Regions from separate parts of the Mus musculus genome. Here region 1 is linked to region 2. A link is a contact called in public Micro-C data. All regions are on one chromosome and are shown on one strand. Each heading gives the region's core, a stretch centred on a gene start, on an enhancer-like site or on the middle of the called end of the contact. The rest is flanking DNA. Distances are from core to core; before and after follow the strand shown. Region 1 overlaps Unc13b (unc-13 homolog B). Region 2 holds the start of Vcp (valosin containing protein).

Region 1 (2,700 bases), core at 130-2,629, 110 kb before region 2:
AAAATAGGTTTGCTTATCTGTACTTGTCTTAGTTTTATCAAGAAAGAACATCACAGCACGAACAACTCATGAATGGAGGTCTCTCTCTGACTGTAAGCAGGAAGTGGTGACTCAAGATATGACCCATGGACCACTGCTTACACTCTAAGAGGTTCACAGCAGATTATTCAGTTTCTTCATGCATCGGTTTCCTCTTCTAAGATATAGGAACAGTAGAATCTATGTCTTAGGGTTACTGTGAAAAGTAGGTAAGTTTAATGGAACAAATAATATAGGTTCTTGGAAGAGCATCTGCATATTTTATCTACATATGCTAATTATGCATTTTTATTGCTATTGTTTGACTATTGGTTGGTTGACACTGACATCTGTGTCCCTATGTTTCGTACTATTACTAGTTCTATTATAACAACTGCTACAACAGCCAGGTTTAATCTACAAGTGCTGCAATTGGCATTTGATTCAGGAAAATGAGAACAAAGCAAATTACAAGACACATACACACAACCAGAAGGTGAAAAACTAACTCCAAGGTGGCCCTTTAGTATCTCTCTGGAAGTTTTGTAAGAACCTGAAAGAAAGTTACCAACAGACTAACAATTCATGATTTATTCCCAGAAAGAATCTGTGACCTGAACCAATTAATCTCAGAAGAAAAGATATGTTCTCTTCCTTAATCATTTATATAATATTATTAAGTTTACTATGCACTAAAAATTAAGCTAGACATCAGAAATACAAAATGAATTATTGTCTTTTAAAACTTTGTGGAGTTTCTAATGACCTTTTGTTTGTTTCTCCTTCCTTCCCTCCCTTCATATATATATATATATATATATATATATATATATATATATATATCGTTTCCAGTACTGAGGCTCAATCCAGGGTCTTGTGCCCACTAGGCAATCCTCTAACACTGAGATCCAGTCTAAGCTCCCCAAACTGTCTGTCTCAGAAGAGCAGACCCAGTCCCTAATGTCTGATAGGTTGTATACTTAGTGCACACACATGGTACATGGAAACATAAAGGAAAAATATGTGAAGTACACTGTGAAACAGAAAAGAGCAGACAGCTTTCACACAGTTAGTGATGTTCAAAGTGAGCCCTAAAAAATACTAGCTGGTAAATAAGGGCAGAAGGGGTAAAAATCATATCCCCAGGAGTGAGAGTTAGCCACTGCATGGCAAATACACAGCACATGAAAACAAAGGAGCCCTTCTGGAACTCCAGGGTAAACACCCATCAAGGCCTGTGCCTAGACAGAGAACCTCTGGAACACCTTCCATTTACACAACCCCACAACTTAAAACAAGCCTCATTTGTGGAAACAGAACAGATAGCTGCAATTAAGACCAGTTCAGAGACAAATTTCTCACTTACAACACTGGGCGGCAGCAGTGGGTAATGGCTTCCTCTGGCTTTCTTCTTGACTAGAATACTAGAAGCAGAAAGAAAAAGCAAAAAATACATAGTAAGAGTTCCAAGTACAGAAGGAGGGGGGAAATCGCAGCTACCTACTAAAATATTCAGTGTGTAACTTGGGTCAATTTTTTTTTTTACTGAACAGAAATAGAACTCATTCCTATCCTCCCTGTGGCATCTTGACTTAGGGCAGATCTTCAGTTATGGTGTGGCTTAGCACAGAAAAGCAGAGGGACCGTCTGACCAAGCAGGCCTAATAGAGCAAAAGGCCTGGCCTTAGTGTATTTCAAAGGGTTCTGTGTATGCCCATGGCAACATCTAGATTTCACAAACCAAATGATAAAACTGAAGACCTCTATCAGGTGTCTGCTTATCTTTGAGTAACAGTACTCCCTTGCAAATGATTATGGATAGATATAGAAACTGCATATCTAAGTACATGGCTGGACTTTCAGATATATCTGGTAGTTCCCTCCTGACTCTATAGTCTCTCCAGGACCCACCACCACCACCACCACAACAACAACAACAACAAATGTACAGGGCACTGAAGCCATAAGAAGATAATCTATAAAAGGGAACAGAATTAAGGGGAAGTTTTGAGCGTGGGCAGAAATCAAAAAAGTATAAACTAACATATGTAAGTAGCTTAGAAAAAATAGTTTGGCTCAAATCAGTGAAGAACTGGAAAGATATAACCCGAACCAACAAATGTAAGATCTGGGCTAGACAGGACCATGCTTAGAATGAGCTCAGCTACGTGAAGAGTCAGAGACCACCACGGACTACATGAAAGTATCTAGACTTTACATGCTAATTTTGCCACTCATTAATAAGCTATGGGGTTCTGAGAGAGCCAGAGCTAACCTGCCAATGAGCATTCATCCAGTAACTATTGACTTAGCACCCACTATGTACAAAGGCTTGTGGGGAAAATAGAGCTTAAGTCATAGTATGGAGTCGGAAGTTTGTACTAGTGTATTGGAAGGCCATGTAGCTTTAACCATGAAGAAATATGATTTGATTACTTTGGTGGTTGCATGAGTTATCTCCCAAAGTCTCAGACATTTAAGTACTTGGTGCTCAGTTGGTAGAACTGTTTGAGTAGGTATGGGAGGTGTGGCCTTGTTGAAAGAACTATGTCATAGGGGGTAGGCTTTGATGCTTCAAAAGCCATTTAATTATTCCCAGGTAATACCCTCTCTCTGTCTCTCTGTCTGTCTCTTCCTCTCCCCTTCTCTCTCCCTCTCCCTCTCTACCCCCTCTCTTTTCCT
Region 2 (2,700 bases), core at 192-2,691:
CTGTAGACCAGGCTGGCCTCGAACTCAGAAATCTGCCTGCCTCTGCCTCCTGAGTGCTGGGATTAAAGGCGTGCACCACCACGTCTGGCTGAGAGGCCCTGTCTTAAAAATATTAAAACAAATGGAGTTGGGGTTGGGGAGATGTTTCTCAGAGTAACTCCATCTGTACAAACATCTCTCAGGTCAGTCTGTGTGGGTAGGAGGTGAAGGGTGAATTGAGTCAACCAGAGCCAACCAACCATCTTTTGACTATAATGAAAGTCAATGGATTGTCTTTTGGGACACAAGGACCTTAAGTCACAGCACTTGGTTGATTTTCTTGCTCTTGGGCACGACTGCATTTCTGAGTGTTCTGCAGTTGTCCTTGACTTGCATGAACCTCAGTGCTCTCCCTCCCCAGATAATATTTATACTCTATGGTAAGGAGTGTGTACTCCCAAGGCCTGAGAAACTGCAAAACCTGCATGATTACAAGAGAGTGCAAGGGCAATAGGGTGAAGTAAGAGCTGGGGTGCTGATTCAGAACTGGGGTCCAGAGAAGAAGAGGGGGTGGGGTAGGTGGGGCTAGGTTTTTGTTTTTTGGTTTGTTTGTTTGTTTGTTTGTTTGACTCGAGTTTAGTTATGCAGCATTATCTGGCTTCAAACTTTCAATCTACCTTTAGCCTCTGGAGTACTGGGATCTAGGATGTACACCACCATACCCAGCTAATTTTACCTTTTAAAAAATTTTATCTAATTAGTTTTGAGACGGGGTCTCACTATGTAGCTCTGGCTGGGCTGGCTGGAACTCTTTTTTTTTTTTTTTTTTTTAATAGATCAGGCTGACTCAAAAGTCACAGGTTGCTGCCTGCCTCCGAAGTGCTGACATTAAAAGCATGGACTACCACATTGCTTTTAAAATTTATTGAAATACTGTTTGGGACTAGAATTAAAGATATGGTCTTGTATCCTGGGTTGATCTCCATCTATTAGTCTTCCTGCCTCTCATCTTCCCAACTACTAAAAGTACAGACCTAGTCCATCAACCACGCCCTTGGTTGGAGCCAGTGTTTTAAAGGAGCATGAAGGATTTTAGTATGGTGGAGTAAGAGGATCCCTAGGATTGGCGAGAAATGAACAATGTGGGCTATTATTACAACCCAACTAAACTAATAAGGGTTCAGGCCTTTGTGCGAGGTTCTTCCAGCTGCTTATAAACTAAGGAGCCAATCAATTGAAGCCAAGTAGGAGAGGCCTCCTCCGAGGGATAAAGAGGATATGGCCTATTGCCTTTGTCGATTGGTCAAGACTCCCTATCCGTCGAGGAAGCGTAGTGCTGCGGCCAATTGACGTGGCGTTACTAGGCGTGTTGCAGCCTTGAGGCGGGGCCAGGCCACAAACGAATTTTCTGATTGGTTACGGTCTGCGGGTTGCTGGGGAGAGGCACGGAGAGGCGGGCACGAGTCCCAAGGCCGGCGCTGATTGGTTGGGGTTAGAGCAGCTTTCCTTCCGATGATTCGGCTTTTCTCGGTTCAGTCTCCGTGAAGCGTTTGCAGCCGTCGTTTGATTAGTCGCTGCCCCCCTCGCGGATTAGGAGCTAGCGTCTCCCGCCCGCCCGCCTGCCGCCCCGGTGCCCCTGGGAGGAAGCGAGAGGGAGGCTGCCAGAGGGTTTGTCACTGCTGTTGCTCCTCCGCCTCAGCGAGTCCAGCCCCGGCCTAGTCGGTCGCCTGCCTTTCTCATAGCCGTTACCCTCAGGCCGCCACAGCCGCCGACCGGGAGAGGCGCGCGCCATGGCCTCTGGAGCCGAGTAAGTGTCTGCGCGCGCCCGCCCTCCCGCTGGCTGCGGGGGCGCGCACCGTGGGACCCGCCGTGCTGGCTAGGCCCGGTCGGGCCGCGTCGGAGAGTCTAGGCCGGGAGGGAGAGAGAGGGAAGGAGAGGCCAGGGACGAGGGAGGGCCTCAGGCCGGGCTGTGCACCCGCGCGCCCCCTAGGTCGGGTCCGCGCTGGGCCTGGGTCGGAGCCTGGACAAGATGGTGCTGTGTCATGCAGGCCCCGACCGCCTGAGTAGCTCCCTCGGCGCGGCGGCCCCGGCCTAGTTAGACTTTGGGGTCCACACTCCCTGCGTGGAGACCTTTGGCGCTGGCACGCCGGTCGGCCATGTCGCCGACCACACGCAGAAGACCCTGAGCCTGAGAAGGGAAAACACTGCAAGCCCGAGGCCGCGACTGGGCCCGGTGGGCGTGGACTTGGGGCCACGTGAAGGCCTCAGGAGCCCTGAGACTCTAGGGAAGGCCGGGCCAGGGAGATCTGAGGAATCCAGCCCGGTCTCGGTGGATCTGGGACGGTGTCACTGCGGGAAGTTGGCATCTTCTGAACTACGTGTAGTGAGGGGCTGTTAGGGAGAGGGCAAGTCATGCCCTTCTCAAATGGCAGTTTTTCACTGTGGGAGACCTGTTGTAAACACCCGGAAGTTTTAACTAGGGGCTTTTTTTTTCGTTAGTGTTTTGCTTTGTGTATATATTTTTGTTTTTGCTATGATCGGAGGTGGCTAGAAAGGAGTTGGTTTTCTTTTATTTTTAGGCGCTGAAGTTAGAATCCGAGTTGTTTTTATTCTTTGTATCTTAGCTTTGAGAGCTTGTAGGTTAGAGTTGGCTTAACTCTTCAAAATAAACAGATCTCTATCCCCAAGCATCTATGTTGAGTCTCTGGACTCTTATAGCCC

Evidence for each region. A called contact is a pair of places that touch in the nucleus more often than the background predicts.
Region 1: a contact with region 2 is called in a Micro-C map of the G1E-ER4 cell line. The contact joins the enhancer-like site here to the promoter of Vcp in region 2. A contact is called at or near these places in 3 of 484 Hi-C or Micro-C datasets (the G1E-ER4 cell line, Th1 cells and ventricular fibroblasts) and 3 of 9 other capture datasets (adipose tissue, liver and pancreatic islet).

What each region holds. Positions count from the first base shown.
Region 1 is chr4:43,113,845-43,116,544 of GRCm38.p6, reverse strand. Unc13b (unc-13 homolog B) reads right to left here. Exons shown (of 40, transcript NM_001384106.1): 7 at 1,385-1,442. Among named protein-coding and RNA genes, the nearest start is that of Gm23709, 21 kb to the left of the region's middle. Within about 2 kb of position 1,379, at least 12 of the 459 cell types and tissues checked have an H3K27ac peak or open chromatin away from gene starts, as enhancers often do. A contact at or near this core is called in the G1E-ER4 cell line, where this site is marked.
Region 2 is chr4:42,999,248-43,001,947 of GRCm38.p6, reverse strand. It overlaps Vcp (valosin containing protein), which reads left to right and starts at 1,441. Exons shown (of 17, transcript NM_009503.4): 1 at 1,441-1,786. The coding sequence starts at 1,770.